Regions from separate parts of the Mus musculus genome. Here all the other regions are linked to region 1. The links are chromatin contacts, called in public Hi-C maps. All regions are on one chromosome and are shown on one strand. The core of a region is the stretch at or near the end of the contact, and the rest is flanking DNA. Distances in the headings are between cores, read along the strand shown.

Region 1 (4,952 bases), core at 1,418-3,917:
TTTGGACAGATGCAGTGGTAAGCATGCAGTGTGTGCAGCTTGGGACAGATGCAGTGGTAAGCATGCAGTTCGTGCAGCAGTTAATGCCATGGCTAAGGCATTCACAGAGATGCTTGTGAATTAAATAGCTAAACATGGAAATAGCATTTTATCAAACAATCACCATAAATAAAATGCATTTTGACTTTACGATGACATGTGCTCTTAACAGGAATGTTTGTTCTATAAGCTAAGAACTGCATAACAAATTAAAGAACACACATCTATGTGGATAAAAGGCAAATAAACTTCCCCAGCAGTAATGTGGGATCCTCACTGACAGTTTGACATATCAATATTTCAGGAAGAATAAATGACTTTCATATCTGTATTTTTTAAAAATCATATACTTATTCATTTTTGCATTACTTGAATACTTTAGAAAGAATCTGTACTTTATCACCTGAAACTGTTAAAAGTTATTTCAAAATATTTTAATAAAGCTTTTTGAATGATCAAATAATATAACTTTTAAACAAATTTTACTATTATTATAAATATTTGCTCTTCATCCTTTGCCCAAAGGAAAACTATAAATCTTGTCTCAACTGAATGAACACCATTTATCATATTCATTTTGTTGTCAATACAATTATGAAAAGCCTTTGGCCTTTTCCCAAGGAAGCTGATTTGCTACTGAAACCCAATTATTATAAGCAAGGCCAGTAGCACGCCACTGCATTTGGCAATGTAGCATCGCTTACTGCATAACTGACACCTTGCTCTCTGCCCCTGACCCCAATAACTTCAACAGCTATGGTCAAAGGGAGGAGATATCAGTTTCGAGTTTAAAAAATAAAACACCAAGTCCCAAGATTTTCCATTTCTGCCATCTGCTGGACAAATGCTGAAATGGAAACCAGATTATATTTGTTGACACAGAAGGAAATTTCTGACCTTGACTCTTTATTACAACTGGTGAACAAGAAAAAAAAAACCCTCCTAACTGCTGGACAGGCTACCTTTAAGAGACTGGTCTCATGTAAATTGTACCAAAAGTGGGTTCTTATGATTTTCCAAATAAATGAAAGTTTTGCCTTTGGAACTGGGTGTTTAGAGAAATAAAATGGTCATTGTGGATGAATTTAAGATTATGATTAAATTTATAATCTTTAAACTCACACATACACACACACATATATGGTATATAGTTGATTCTTCAAGACCATGAAAAAAAAACCTTAATTGTTTGATCTTTAAGAAAATAAATATGAGGAAGTGGGTTTCCATACCAACTAAAAATCATAAGCCAGTACTCTAAATAGTAGCATTTAAAAATTTCATAATGTGTAGCATTCTCTCTAAAACATGCTCAGCTCTTATGTTTTGGGGCATAGCTTTGGTAGTCACTAACCACTGCTTCTAAGAAGTTTCCTTTACAACATATAAAGTTTGGATAAAAAAAGCTTAAATAAAACAAGAATACCACTTAAATATAAATTAAGTTGGGCATGGGCATGGTAATTCCAATACTTAGGTGGCTAAGGCAAGAGGACCAGGAGATTAGCTTTATTCTTGGCTCTGTCAAGTCTGAGGCAAAACTGGGCAAATGAGATACTGTTTTAAGAAAGAAAGCCATAAAACAAGTAATTTTGCTTTAAAGTAGATTTTCTTTTATATTTTTTTATTAGGTATTTTCCTCATTTACATTAAAGTAGAATTTTCTTATAGGCTGCTGGTTTTAAATATAAAGAACATGACGCTACCACACTTCAATGACTTGTATAAACAGTCATCTCTTGTTAGGATTAAAGATGACTCATAGAGTACTCTTAACATGTTAATAAATGTTTATTGGTCACTGGGTAAGTGTCAGACACCAGACAGAGTGTGTTACTTATCTTAGAGGTCACAGTAAGCTAGGGTACTGGATTGTCTCCTTTGCTGGATGATGACATCAAGTGTCCAAGAAATAGAATGATTGGCTGAGGTTTACACTGTAATTGAAGTGCTGTGATTTCAAACCTATTCTGTCTCTTTTTATTCTTATGTGACAAGACATTTCTGTATAGGGATTTGTCCTCCTGTCTACACTAGTCTACACTACAGTTTAGTAACAGCAAACTCAAATTTTATAGCAAATGACAACTCTCCTCCCCCCTTCATGATCACTAATATCTTCATCATGATGACTCAACTGTACCACTGTGAGTAAAATCTCAAGGATAAACTAACCCTGCTAATCGAGATGGAACAGAGACTTCGAGTTTCCTTAGAAAATATCACAATGTACAAATCACTGACCCCAAGTACAAATATTAGCTACTTGATGCCTGTAACATAAACAACCATTTGGGGAAGTGATCTTCAAGTTGTCAATATTTAATGGTATCTATCAAGAAAGTGACCTCTGTGAGCCGGGTCTCAAATGCTGCGCTCAGTTATCTGCACTGCTGCCACTGTGCTGTAATTTTTAGCTGATTACACATTAGTTCATTTAGCTTTGTTTCCTCTTCCCTACTGCGCCACACTATTAAACGAAAGAGAGGGGCCTGGCATCCCTCTGTGCACAGAGCTGGTATTGTCACAGTGTAATAAGGATACATCCAGTCAAACAGCATGGTGTAGCTGGTCTTTGTGTTCAGTGCAAAGGCAATCCCTCGAAGATCTCTTGCCAGCCCGATCAACATACGCTGTCAGTGGGAAAGAGACACAGTAATTGATTTTCACGTTAGTGCAGAGCAGATGGAGTAATAATCAGGCAATAATGACCACATATCTGATTCTGATTCATTAGCTAAAATGTCTCGCTTAGATCCCTTTCCATAGAAAACCATAGGCTCTTTAATAAACAGACCATCAATCTGCTGAGCAACTCCACTTTGCTTCTTATAAACTGAGCTGAATCTTAATTCCAGGAGTATAACACATTGAGACTCTTTTTGTAACCGAATACTGACAAATTAGAAAAAAAAAAGAGCAGGATTCATAATTTCACAAGATATGTAATCTAGATATTATTTAATAGCAAATCTCAACTGACTGACTTGACTCAAATCAACTCCACTATATAGTTTAGTCTGCACTGGCATTTAAAGATCTCCCCCAAAAAGTTGCATTAACTCAGGATAAGATAAAACTGTCCAGGTGACCTACAGGATTATGATATAACCAGAACAGCAGCCATACTGTTCAAGTCAGGAAACAATGTAAGGAAAAAAAGTTCTGTATTCAATGTCATAAGACTCTGGAATTGAACTCTAGCTTTGTTTAATTCTTAAAGACAAGGCAATTAATCAGTCTTAATGTCCAAATCTATCACAGGGGCTACCTATAATTATGTCCATTCTACAAATCTATTGTGAGGGATATATTTGTTTGCAAAAATGCATAGCACTATCCTGACAACTAGTAATCGTGGTTCATAAATGGTTTTAGAAGGGAACGCGAAACAAACCCCCTTGACATGAATAAAGGAGATCTGACTCATACTCTGGACTCTTAATTAAGCTGTCCTTAGGATGATGCTTGGGAAGAGAAAAAGAAAACCCATGAACAGATGCTAGAATGTCATAGCAAAGAGCACAAATAAACATAATTGCCCAACAAGGAGGTGTGATATTTGAGATATGCAACTGTGATTTCTGAATATACTGTTTCAGGAGAAGTGTTAAGCCAAAAAATGGTCTCGGGACCGTTTCAGATTGATTTTGGTAATAAATGAAAACCTGTTTAGTAAAAAGCCTAAGTTATCAAGTAGGCAATGAATTCTGACCATCTTTATTACGATGAACATTTCTAAGTAATAAATCATAATTTTCAGTCAGACACACTGCCCCTCCTATTTATATGGTGATTCAATGTACCTGATGTTGTCTATGGAACTACTCAATTTCTACTTTTAACTGATTGGACAGAATGACAGAAACCCAAGGTTTTGAATATAAAAACTCCTAATTTCATTTTTGCTGTTTAAAATGACTCACGTAGCTTCCACTTATTATACAGTTTTTTTTTTTTTCCTCACCAACTCGTCTTCTTTCTCAGCTTCCTTTCTTCCTGCAGCCTCTAAAACAATCTATTCTCTGAACACTTGGATTCTGATTGCTGTCTAGGCTGTAAGATGGCTTCTACTTGGCTTTGCCATCTATTGAAGTGCTTTTAAAAATTTTTATTATGTACACTTACACAGGCTACTCTTCAAGTGATTTTAATCTCCATATACATATGAAAGACCCACTATTCAATTCTAAATTAGTCAATAAAAACCATGAATTTTACTTCTTGCCTTATATAAAGGGCTTTTAATAAAATGTCATTACACAAAAGGTTAATTTTTATTTGATCAGAATTTTTCTTCCTTAAAGGTACTAACTTGATACAAACTCTCCAAATAAGCACATCTATTGTCTTTTTAATACAGTAAAATGTGGCCATAAAATTATACTAATGTTTTACTTTTGGAAACTGTTACTTCAGAGCAAAGAAAGTATATAGTAAGCATAAGTTTAGATTCACTCAAGCAATAAAGTGTAATGTTAATGGAAGAGATTCATTACATTCAAAAAATAGCGTTCCTCTCAGCACAGCACAGAATCTACACAGATACATAAAAGCTACAGGAGAATTTCCTCAATACTCAGCTCTCGGACGAGACAGACAGCCGGAACCAGGAGCTCACACGAGCTAGCAAATAACCCGGGATTTTAGGGTAGACAGATCTAGAAGGTGATGGCTCCAATAAATACCGGAGGTGCATTGGACAAGTGGGGTAAGTCTAGTGATCTAGTCCTATGGATTCGTTTTTGGAGAGTTCAAGAAGAAACTGCTGAGAGCTTCAGTCGGCAGCATGGTGAACAGTTGTCTGTGTGCCAAGTGTGAGACGAATGGGCTGGGAAACGGCTGAAGCGCAGCTCCTTCCACCCTGACCCCCAAACAGGGTTTCTAATGGGAAGGCTGACAGACCCTTTACT
Region 2 (4,952 bases), core at 1,618-4,117, 94 kb before region 1:
AGGAAAGAAAACGAAATAAAAGCGGCATTAAGTGAAATAGCTAACTTTTTATTAAATAAAACGACTTAAATAAAAGGAACGGAAAAGGAGAGGCGTGCACCCAGCCTAAACGCTGGGTGCCCCCGGCCCCACACGCTTCCCCCAGACGCCGGGTCGGTTGCCCCTCCTCCAGCGGCCCCGCAGGGGAAGCAGGTGGCCGGTTTCTAAAGAAAAAAGCCAAAACTTTTATTATTTACACGTTTGGGCAAAAGTACAAAGTATAATACAGGCGCCCAGCCCGGGGGTGCGGGTGCGGGGCGGAGTAACGTAAGGCGCTTCTTTGTCAGGCCCGGGCCTGGGGCGGGACGGGGCGCGGGGCGGGGGGCTTGGATTGTGCAGCCGCGAGGACCTGGGCCCAGCCCCTCTCCGCGGCCGGCGCTGTGCGGCGCGCCCCAAGACCCACGCGAGTCGGGCCGCCCTACCCTTCTCGGCCCAGCTTCCCTTCCCAGCCCGGCTGGGGGACCCGGACGCCCCGCCTGGTGGGGGCAGCGATCCGTAGCTACGTTGCACGCCGGTGGCTCACACCAGAGAGGTGACAGCGGGGACCTTGGAACTGTCCTCCTCCCAGGGCTGCAGATTCTGCAGAGCAAAGAGCGACGAGTTGTGCAGACAGAGCGGGTCGGGCTGGATGGAATCGTTGAGGCTCTTCTGGAAGGCGTCGTGTTGCAGCTGTAGCATGAGCCGGCTCGCCTGCTGCCGCTCCGCCTCCCGCTCCTCCGCCGTCTGCCGCCTGCACCCGGGGAGGGAGAGGGACAGCACCGTCACGCACTGGGGTTTGCTAGGCCACCAGCGGGCCCCAGCCCTCCCGGGAACAGAGCCTCCCGGCCCCTCGAGGCGAAGCCGCCTGCGGCCCGCACACACTTGCCCCGAGGTCCGCGGGGCAGGAGGACGGGTGGAACCATTGGGTTTTGTTTGTGCACCCCGGGGGCGCTGGGAAGGCACTCTGCCCGCCCGTCCACCTGCACACCCGGATTTTGTGGCCTTGTCAACAATAAATCTTGTTTTGTGTGTGTGTGTGTGTGTGTGTGTGTGTGTGTTTTGTTACCCCCTGCGGGATAAGAGCGGCAGGGCAGTGTATAACTGACTTGGTCCTGCGGCCAATGGGGTCACTTGTGCCCACGGGTGGACTGGCGGGCTGTGCACCACCAGCTGGGCGACACTTGACGGGGTGTCTACCAGGCACTATCTTGAAGCCCTCTCTAGAACATAGAGCTTCTTCGTCGTTTACGGGTTGGATGGAAGCAAAGATAGTATTAAAAAGAAAAAAAGGAAAAGAAAAAAGCAGAGTTGGAGAGAGGACCCTAAAACAGCCCTGGCCATCAATCCGAAATCCGAGTGGGTGGGCTAGAATGAGAGAGGGAGGAGAGTGTGGGAGGCCCGGGGTGTGTGTGGTGGGGGGCAGGTGGGAGGAACCCAAACGAGCAAAGGAGGCGAAACAAAACACTGGCGAGATGGGCCTGAAAATGGAGACGCCGAGGCGTGGGAGAGATGGCGAGAGGGATACAGGTCGGTGGGAAGAAAGGACAACAAATCTGTAAAAGAAGGGCGATGCATGGTCCAGGGGGCGCGGGTAGGAGCTAGCACAGGAGAGGGCGTGATGCTGGACTGCCGCGCAGGGCGGGGCAGGTGCAGGGCAGGTGCGTGGTGGGCCGGGCCGGGCCTCTCTCACCGCCACTTGGTCCTCCGATTTTGGAACCAGGTCTTGACCTGCGCGTCCGTCATTTTGAGGGACTTTGCGAGCGCCGCCCTCTCGGCCGAGGCCAGGTACTTTTGGCGATGGAAGCGCTTTTCCAGCTCACAGATCTGCACCCGGGAAAAGGACGTGCGCGGCTTCTTACGCTTGGGTGGCGTCCGGTTCTGGTAGGGGTGGCCAATGCGCCGGGTCACGGTGAAGGGCGTGAGCGCGGCCGCCGCTGCAGAGACACATGAGGCCCCTTGAAGCCCAGCCCTACCACCGTTCGGGCCACACGTGGAGCCCCGTGGGACACAGTGCTCCGCTATTTCGCTCGTCCCGCGAGTCCCCTCCGCAGCTTCAAGCCAGGCAGGGACGCCCCCCCCCCTTTCCCTGGGACGTTGGTTTCTTTCCCCCCTCCCCCGACCCATAACTCTCCGATTTACCTTCAACCTCCCCCCACCCATAGCCGCCCCGAGCTCTGGGTGCCGAGGCCTCCGCCACGCCTGGGCCTCTGGAATCGATCCTGGGAGTGGGGTGCACAGGGCGCGGCGCCCCTGGCCCCGGGAGAGCCGAGGCCTGGCTCCTGGTGGTTCGCTCTGCTCACCTGTGAAGCGGTCCTTTACAAAGCGGCGACTGCTCTCCATCCAGGGGAAATTGAGGCCGCCTAGGCTGGAGACCGTGGGCACCGAGGGCATAGCGGGCAGCGCGCTAGGCAGAGGCGGCGGCACGGCCCCAGGGAGCGGCCTGTGCGCTGGCACCCGGATCACGCCGGCGGGGGCCAAGCTTAGGTTGACACTGTAAGATCCCGCGTCCTCGAAGGGCGCGCCGAGGCCCGCAAAGGAGGCGGGCAGAGACGGGTACGCGGCGCCCGGACGGCCCCCGGGGGGCCCTCCCAGGTAGCTGGCGCCGTCGGGGCCCCGCGGGGCGGGCGCGCTGTCCTGGTCCGGGCTGTTGAGGATTTGGTCGATGCCGAAGCTGATGGGCTCGTGCGGGTGTGGGGTCTGCGCGCTGGCGGGCGCCTCCATCCTGGGCGGGCGGAAGGGCTGGGCTGGGCTGGGCGGGGAGGCTGCTGGGTCCCCGTTACGGCGCGGCCATGGAGCGCCCGGCGCCTCCAGTCGCACTGAAACTTTGCCAAGAGTGCGCGGGCCCGACAGGCTCTGTGTCATCTTTCTTGAACCGAACCTGGAGTTTCCGCTGCTAATTCCTCTCCCGCCGCAGCCATTGGCTGCGATCAACAAGCCTCTCTTCTCTCATTGGCTCCCGGCTTTCAATAAAGGCCTAATTCATGGAAATAGGAGCTTAGGGACTGTTCCAAGGTGACATCATTTTAACAAACGAACAATAGGTCAAATTTATTAGCCGGGATAATGGGCGGCGGATATTAGCGCCCGAACCGCAGCTTCTCAAACCCGAAATCTAACGAAGCTGCAATTAGCAGACGCTCCCCGCTCCGGGCTCGGCCGTTTCCCGCCGCCGCACCCGCCCGTAGGCGCTGCTGGGGAAATGGCCTTTTGCCGCGGGGGTTTTCGTTGTCTTCTAAATATTTTCATCTGCGTAAACCCCAAACAAAATGAATCTTCAGCCACAGCAGAGATGCAACCCAAGAACGGTCCTACGAAATCTGCGGAAGCCTATCGGGCCGTTCGCCCTCCTTCGGAGCAACGAAAGCGTAGCATTGTGGGGTGCAAGCTCGGCGCTGTCCACCCGTGGAACAAGGGGAGCACCGGAGCGTTCTCCACGCCACCTAGGACACCGACCCGCGTGGGGAGAATTTGTCCTCGCCCGGGCTTCCAACGAGGCGTCGCGGGCACTTTGGAGATGCTTCCTGGTCCCAGCCAGGAGGACTGAGCGGTGACTAGCAGGTGCCCACGCGTACGGGCCCGGTTGGACTAGGGACCCGAGGTCAACTGGTGGGGAACTGGGATTCAGCCCCTTGAAATTCGTTGCGGGATAGTTAGGGCCATGGTCGCTGGTTTGGGACCCCTCCGAGGTGCAGCAGGTTTGGGGACCTCAGTCGTTAGTGGCACATAAGGGGGCGGTTCCCATCTAGAGCAGATGGAGAAATTTCCTTTGGAAATTTGAGCAGCGAGCTCCTACCGGCTGCAGTTCAGTCCAGACGCTGACCACCCTAGGATCTGCTGTCGCCTTCGGGACTGTCCACACTAGCCCGGTAACACCGTGGCCAGCACCACATGGGGAGTGGTCACCTTTCTCTCGGTCTGGGTGAGACCCAGAGTCATTTCTTAGCGGCCGATTGTAAAGTCGTTGGCTGTAAACTCTGAGCGCTACACTCGCGGCAAGGCCTCTTCCTCTGGTTTCCTGACTATGAAAGCCCCAAGCCATGTCTGTGATGTTGGTCAGAAGTTGTGTGTAGGTTTGGGCGGGCCACTTTATAGCTCAGTAAGTTTGAAATTCATTTGAGACTTTAGGTTTTTATTTGTAAAATGGGGCAAAGCGTGCACTGTGTATTCGAGCACTGTGAGAGAGATATTGAGAGTGCTAAGAGCATAGAGCCCTACACTTAGTAGGTACAGCACATCGCTCGGCTCCCTTCCCACCCCCACACCCAGCATATGTTTATGGTAGGTGGTAAGTGTTCATTTTGTTGGTAGTTTTTTATTTGCAGAGGTATCTTGGACAGGTGGATTTCTTCCCCAGTGGGGTCAGAGCACAGGCAGGAGGCAGCAGGGGCTTGATTCCCTAGTCAGTCTCCTTGCTCTCAACAATCAGGATGACTCAGGCTCTAGTGGGCAGTTAGGTCACCTGCCAGTTGTGTGACATTGGGCAGCTTGCTGGCTCTGGCAGAACCACTGTGCTGGGTTGGGACAGGGAGGCCTGGAAATGTTGAGGTTGACAAGTGCAGGATGCCCTGGCCCTGGCCAAGGACCCTTAGATAGGAGAGATACCATTGTGCTGGCTCTGGGCGTGAGGGTCGAGGGTCGGGGAGGCTCTCTCTTCTAAAGCAGGCTGCTGCTGGAGCTCCCGCTTTTGGCTCCCACTGCCCCCCATCCAGTCTCCTTTGCTTTATTTGTAAAACAGAGAGGGTTCTAGCCACCCACTGGGCGGCCATGGGAGCAATAGCGCTTCCAGGGAGACAGGATCCCTGGAAGCGCCCATAAGAAATTTTGCACGGCTCCACACTCTGGATTATATAATAGCACCTTTAAGGACAGAGGTGACTCTCTTGTCCTTGAGAACTCTGTGTGGCGGGGTGGGCACTAAATACCCACTCACCCAG
Region 3 (4,952 bases), core at 1,594-4,093, 76 kb before region 1:
AGCCGTGGCTCAGAACTGCCTTAGAATGGCAAGGCAGGTGAGGATGCCTCTGGGATACTGCCGAGCAAGCCACACACAGTGCAGCTGGTGGGCCTCTTTGGCCTCTAACACCAGAAGATCTTTGGGCTCTCAAGGCCTCAGCCTGCTAGCCTGTGGTCTTCAGGGCCCCTCTCCCTCCTCCTGTGGCCCTCTCTGTAAGGACACTCACCTTCTCGTTGAGCAGGATGAGCCCCAGGAGAGGCCTGGATACTGACCACTGGTTCCGACAATCCTCAAAGACAATGGTGTTCATGAGGACAGACATCATCTAGAAGACAGAGGCACATGAAAACTGGGACCCTTGGCTTAGAGCTCGCCTGAATCCCAGACTTTCTGTGTACTCCTTCCATCCTGCCACCTTTCTGATGGCAGGGGGCTTTCCCTGGACACTTGGCTCTCACTCTGGAAGCCTAGAAGGCAATGTGAACTCTGGGCAGACCCTGCCTCCTCAAGGACAAGTCTCTACCACCAAAAAGCTTGGTGAGAGCCTTCTTGGTGAGCCAGGAGGTTCATTCCCTGCTTCATACACCTTATATGCTTTGCTCTGTGCTAGGTACCAGGTAAAGGCCCAACTCACTTTCCTGTCTGCTTCTTACCTCACCAAACAGTTTATGATGTTAATGGACGTCTCTCTGTAGCTCAGCACTGAGTGACTCCAGAGTGGTGTTTCCTGCTAGCTCAGACGGTTGTTTACCAAATTATCCATTACTAATTGCTCACTCACTGCTATGTTACAAGTACTCACTTATCCACACTCTTAACTCCCGAGGTTAAGGCACACAGAAGAGATAATAGGACTCTTTTTTTGTTTTTGTTTTGCTTTTTTGTTTTTTGAGACAGGGTTTCTCTGTGTAGCCCTGGCTGTCCTGGAACTCATTTTGTAGACGAGGCTGGCCTCGAACTCAGAAATCCGCCTTCCTCTGCCTCCCAAGTGCTGGGATTAAAGGTGTGCGCCACCATGCCTGGCTAATAGGACTCTTTGAGCTTCCCTCGAAGCTTGCTAGGGAAGTCGCAGGAAGAAAATAATGGGGAATAGGTGTAGGAAAAGAAGAGCAGCATGTGGAGGGGAAAACCTCTGAGTTCTTCATAAGTAGACAGGAGGCAAAGACGGTGGGAATGAAGAGTAAGGAACTTAGGGTGGCAGGAGACAGAAGGGAAACCCCATGGCCAGAATAGAAGACCACTGAGTCTAGACTTTACCCTCAATGCAAGGTGGCTAGTGATGGGCTTGTGGGCATGGTGAAGGATGGGGAATGTGCCCTAGGCATGAGGCATGACAGGAGGGAGTCCAGGCAAATGGCTGTGAAGTGGGCTGATTTCTCCTGCTGCAGCCTATCTGCTCCCATAGCTCTAGAGAAAACGCAAATGCAGGGCAAACCAAAGGGTGGTGGTAGAGTCAGACCCCACAGATGCCACCCCTGCTGGGCTTCGATGACCTGCTTTACTTTGAATGCTTTTAGCATCCTCCCTTTTTTGCACAAGTATGAATGTGTACCGTGCATGTGTTTGTTGTATGTAAGGGTGAGGTTGGGTGTCTCCCTCAAATGTTCTCAAATGTACTTACTGAGGTACTAAGTTAGTTATTGCTGAACCCACAGCGTGAGGATAATGTCCGTCCATCCATCCGTCCGTCTGTCCGTCCAGCCAGCCAGCCAGCCAGCCAGCTTGCCGGCCTCTGGAGCACTGGACTCACAGGCGGACACAGCACTCGCACAGCACTCGTGCACTGGGTAGGCGCTGCTAGGGATCTGCTCCTCCATTTGCACAAGTGCTTGCTTACCTCCAGAGCCATCTCCCTGCCCCTGGCAAAAAGTTTTGGTAATCTAATTTATTCTGTGATCTTTGGCAAGTAACTGAACGGCGCTTGCGATGTCTCTTTTTATTAACTCTGAAGAGGGAAGGAAATAATCCAGCTCAAGGAAGCTGAGCATGAAATGAGACGGCACTGGGAAAGCGCTGCTGAGTCTGCATCCTGCAGACTCTGAGGGCGTAGCGACACCAGCAGTGTGCATCTCTGTAGTTCCACAGCTGCCATTCTGTCACCACCTCAGTGATGAGGCTGGTTACAGATGGAATCTGCCAGCCTATACACAACACAGACTGCATGTCCAGTCTCTCTGGAGAGGCTGAAACTCCATGCCTGACATGCTCAACATTCATGTAGATCACATGTTCCCATGAACAGTACAGTGAGCCAGCCAAAGTCATAGAGCACAAATTAAATTGACAAGCAAAACTAACAGATCCACAGAGACAGTCTAAAATATTATGGGTTTCACAAGCTGAAGCAGAATGGATATTTTAATGGAGAAGATTAAAGTCAGAGGCACCAAATTCTTCCAGTAACTGACAAAGCATCCTGGAGTGATGCGCCAATTACTTTATACGGTCCTCTCGTGTATTCATTTGTCTGAATGCATGTATTTATGTCTGTAATAAGAAAGGGGATGTTTGAATAAAATACTTTTCTAAAAATAAAGTTGGCAAAAATGGATGATTTTTTTTCCTTTTTTACTTTTCTGGAAATATGTAAAGTACCGAGTAATCTTCTTAAATGGCATTGATGTGGCAGCCAATTTCCAGAATTATTTTTTCTAATAATCCTAGAGTAGTGTTAAAACAGCCCAAACAGTGGTGTAAATTCCTCTGGACTCTGAGGCCTCCCCCCGCCCCTCCTCCCCGCCCACACACACACACACACACACACACACACACACACACAGAGGAAGAAGGCTGGGTGCACAGCTAAAGCACAGTCCTTTTTCCCTGCAGGCAGTGTGACGTTTAGGGCGTGGTCTCTGAGGTCAAGGACACTGAAAGGAGCCATCTTGGCTCTGATCACATTCTATCACCAGAGACCATGCAGCCTATGGCCATGAGGGCCCATGCAGCACAGTACTCTATGCAGCAGTGGCTAGAGAGCCGGTATCTAGTTCTCCACTGTCTTCTCACTCCCAACACAGCTGCAGGGTGGGTGGGAGGCCGCTCTCAATTTGCTTTGGCTACGCTGCCAAATACGCCTATACTCCAAACCATATGCTTTACCCACTGTAATGTAAGTGGCTGTTTTGCCAAAGCAGGGATGGGGTTATGTAGCAATGGGGCTGCCTCCTCAGGAAAATCATACTCTACACTACTTCACTTGATCCTCATCCCTCCCACTCCTTCCTTCCAGAGTTTGGCTGGAGTTTTGTTCAATGAGGAGGCAGCAACAGGCGTTAGACTGAGAACTGAGCCAAGTCTGACCCTGCTCATTCTCCCACGGCGTTTGCCTTTCTGTCCTGACAGGAAGCAGGGACTGTGGCAGCTGGGGTCAAAGGGATGCTTTGAGGAGGAACTTCCTCTGCACAAACAAAACATCTATCCTGTCCTTGCCACACAGTATGCCTTACACACAATGTTGCTATTCTGTAACCTTAGCTTCTGCTGGCCTAAGCCAATGAAATTTCATGGCACAGGGAAGAATACCAACTCACACCTAGGTTAGACAGGTAAACGAGATGACTATATTCTCCTCAAAGTTGTCTAACGTCATGTGGAGTTGTAGTCCCAGAAATCAGCTTAGCAGGAGGCAGCCCAGAAAGCATGGGTTTAAGTGATAGTGTGACAGTGCAACCATGCAAGCAAACACATCTAAGCACAAAAACCACCCAGAAGTGTGACCTAGAAGGAGAAAGTGACAGTGTGTGACTTCTGATCATGCTTTTGACAAAGGTGTGAGATACAAGTGCAGAGCAGAGCAGACCCCACCTGAAGCCCTGGGCCACATAGAGCAGTTACTAGGACACCCTCATGTCACATGTGCCTGCTCTGCAGTTTGCGGAAGTAAAATAAGCCAAGTCCTAGCTTACATTGGGCACTTTCCTGCTAAGGCAGCGAGCACTTTAAGATGGAGAGCACTATGCAGAAAACTGAGCTGTGGTTTAATCTATGGCCCACACACAGAATGCTTCAATGTCTTAACATAGACCTGTTACTTCAAAGGACCTTGTTTTTGAATTCAGACCAAGCTCTCTAAGCCAGGAGATTCGAGGAAGGCCCATGGCTGGGGTTTTCAGGTTACCAGGCCACAGTCTGAGGCACCACCATCATCTAGCAAAGCCAGGCCAAAGAGGAATAAGCCAGAGAGAAAGAGCAGCCCTACCTAACAGCAGGTGGGGCCTGATGAGTTTTCTCACCACCTAACAAACCCAGCATTTATGGAGTCTACTGTCCATGCTGTCTCCATTCTCAGGTAAACCTTTGGAGAGCATTAGCTATCACAAAAAGGGCCTGGACACCCTTGGTTAAGGTGCTGCTAGGATGTAACAGTCAAATGCAAAAGTCTGGGAGAATTCATTCTGCCAGCCTATGGCCACGAGGGCCCAGGCTGTTCTGAGTGAGGCTCAGAGCCTCTGGCCCTACTGCAGGCCTCTAGGGGCCTGGGCATGGCACCTATCTGCTCTAGCAGCTTCTGAAAAGTTTTCAGCAAGCCTTTCTGCTTCCCACCCGAAACGTTTACAAGTTTAGTTACTATACTGACAGACTCGGAAAGTGAACAACAGTAAACGTAAGAATGTCTTTGGAACTTGATCCACTGAACATTTCATGGGAAATAATGATTTTCCTCCCACTGAGAGTACAATTTAAATTAACACCATAGGAATTAGTAAATTAGGCTAATTTTCTCCAGGATATAACGCTTCCTATAAAGTAGATATTTCTATGGCTAGCACCTGACCATGCTTAATACTATAACTAGCACACATTCTAGTAATAAATGGACCCCCTAAACAAAAGCAACCCCCCAAAGTAAAACTAAGGTTCCCACCCTGGCCCATTCAGTGTCCCATGGATATAGGGGCCGTGGAGGACGAGTGCTGGCCATGCAGGGTGAGGTCCACTTAGGAACTCTGCTGTCCCCAGCCCCTGCT

The links. A called contact is a pair of places that touch in the nucleus more often than the background predicts.
Region 2: a contact with region 1 is called in a Hi-C map of cerebellum, with 2.9 times the contacts expected there. The contact joins the promoter of Tlx3 here to the enhancer-like site in region 1. A contact is called at or near these places in 3 of 39 promoter capture datasets (embryonic stem cells, frontonasal cranial neural crest and liver), 10 of 484 Hi-C or Micro-C datasets (the AML12 cell line, bone marrow-derived macrophages, brain and 5 more), 9 of 115 datasets of contacts at active chromatin or transcription factors (bone marrow-derived macrophages, craniofacial prominence, embryonic hindbrain and 4 more) and 4 of 9 other capture datasets (adipose tissue, embryonic tail, embryonic trunk and 1 more).
Region 3: a contact with region 1 is called in a Hi-C map of the N1E-115 cell line, with 2.4 times the contacts expected there. The contact joins two enhancer-like sites. A contact is called at or near these places in 1 of 39 promoter capture datasets (hippocampal neurons), 4 of 484 Hi-C or Micro-C datasets (the N1E-115 cell line, bone marrow-derived macrophages and nephron progenitors), 1 of 115 datasets of contacts at active chromatin or transcription factors (embryonic stem cells) and 1 of 9 other capture datasets (embryonic tail).

What each region holds. Positions count from the first base shown.
Region 1 is chr11:33,294,759-33,299,710 of GRCm38.p6, forward strand. Ranbp17 (RAN binding protein 17) reads right to left here. Exons shown (of 28, transcript NM_023146.3): 20 at 2,584-2,672. Among named protein-coding and RNA genes, the nearest start is that of Tlx3, 94 kb to the left of the region's middle. Within about 2 kb of position 2,668, at least 6 of the 459 cell types and tissues checked have an H3K27ac peak or open chromatin away from gene starts, as enhancers often do. A contact at or near this core is called in the N1E-115 cell line and cerebellum, where this site is marked.
Region 2 is chr11:33,200,721-33,205,672 of GRCm38.p6, forward strand. Tlx3 (T cell leukemia, homeobox 3) reads right to left here and starts at 2,868. Exons shown (of 3, transcript NM_019916.2): 1 at 2,319-2,868; 2 at 1,709-1,952; 3 at 32-769. The coding sequence starts at 2,739. The coding sequence ends at 559.
Region 3 is chr11:33,218,963-33,223,914 of GRCm38.p6, forward strand. Ranbp17 (RAN binding protein 17) reads right to left here. Exons shown (of 28, transcript NM_023146.3): 26 at 209-307. Among named protein-coding and RNA genes, the nearest start is that of Tlx3, 18 kb to the left of the region's middle. Within about 2 kb of position 2,844, at least 32 of the 459 cell types and tissues checked have an H3K27ac peak or open chromatin away from gene starts, as enhancers often do. A contact at or near this core is called in the N1E-115 cell line, where this site is marked.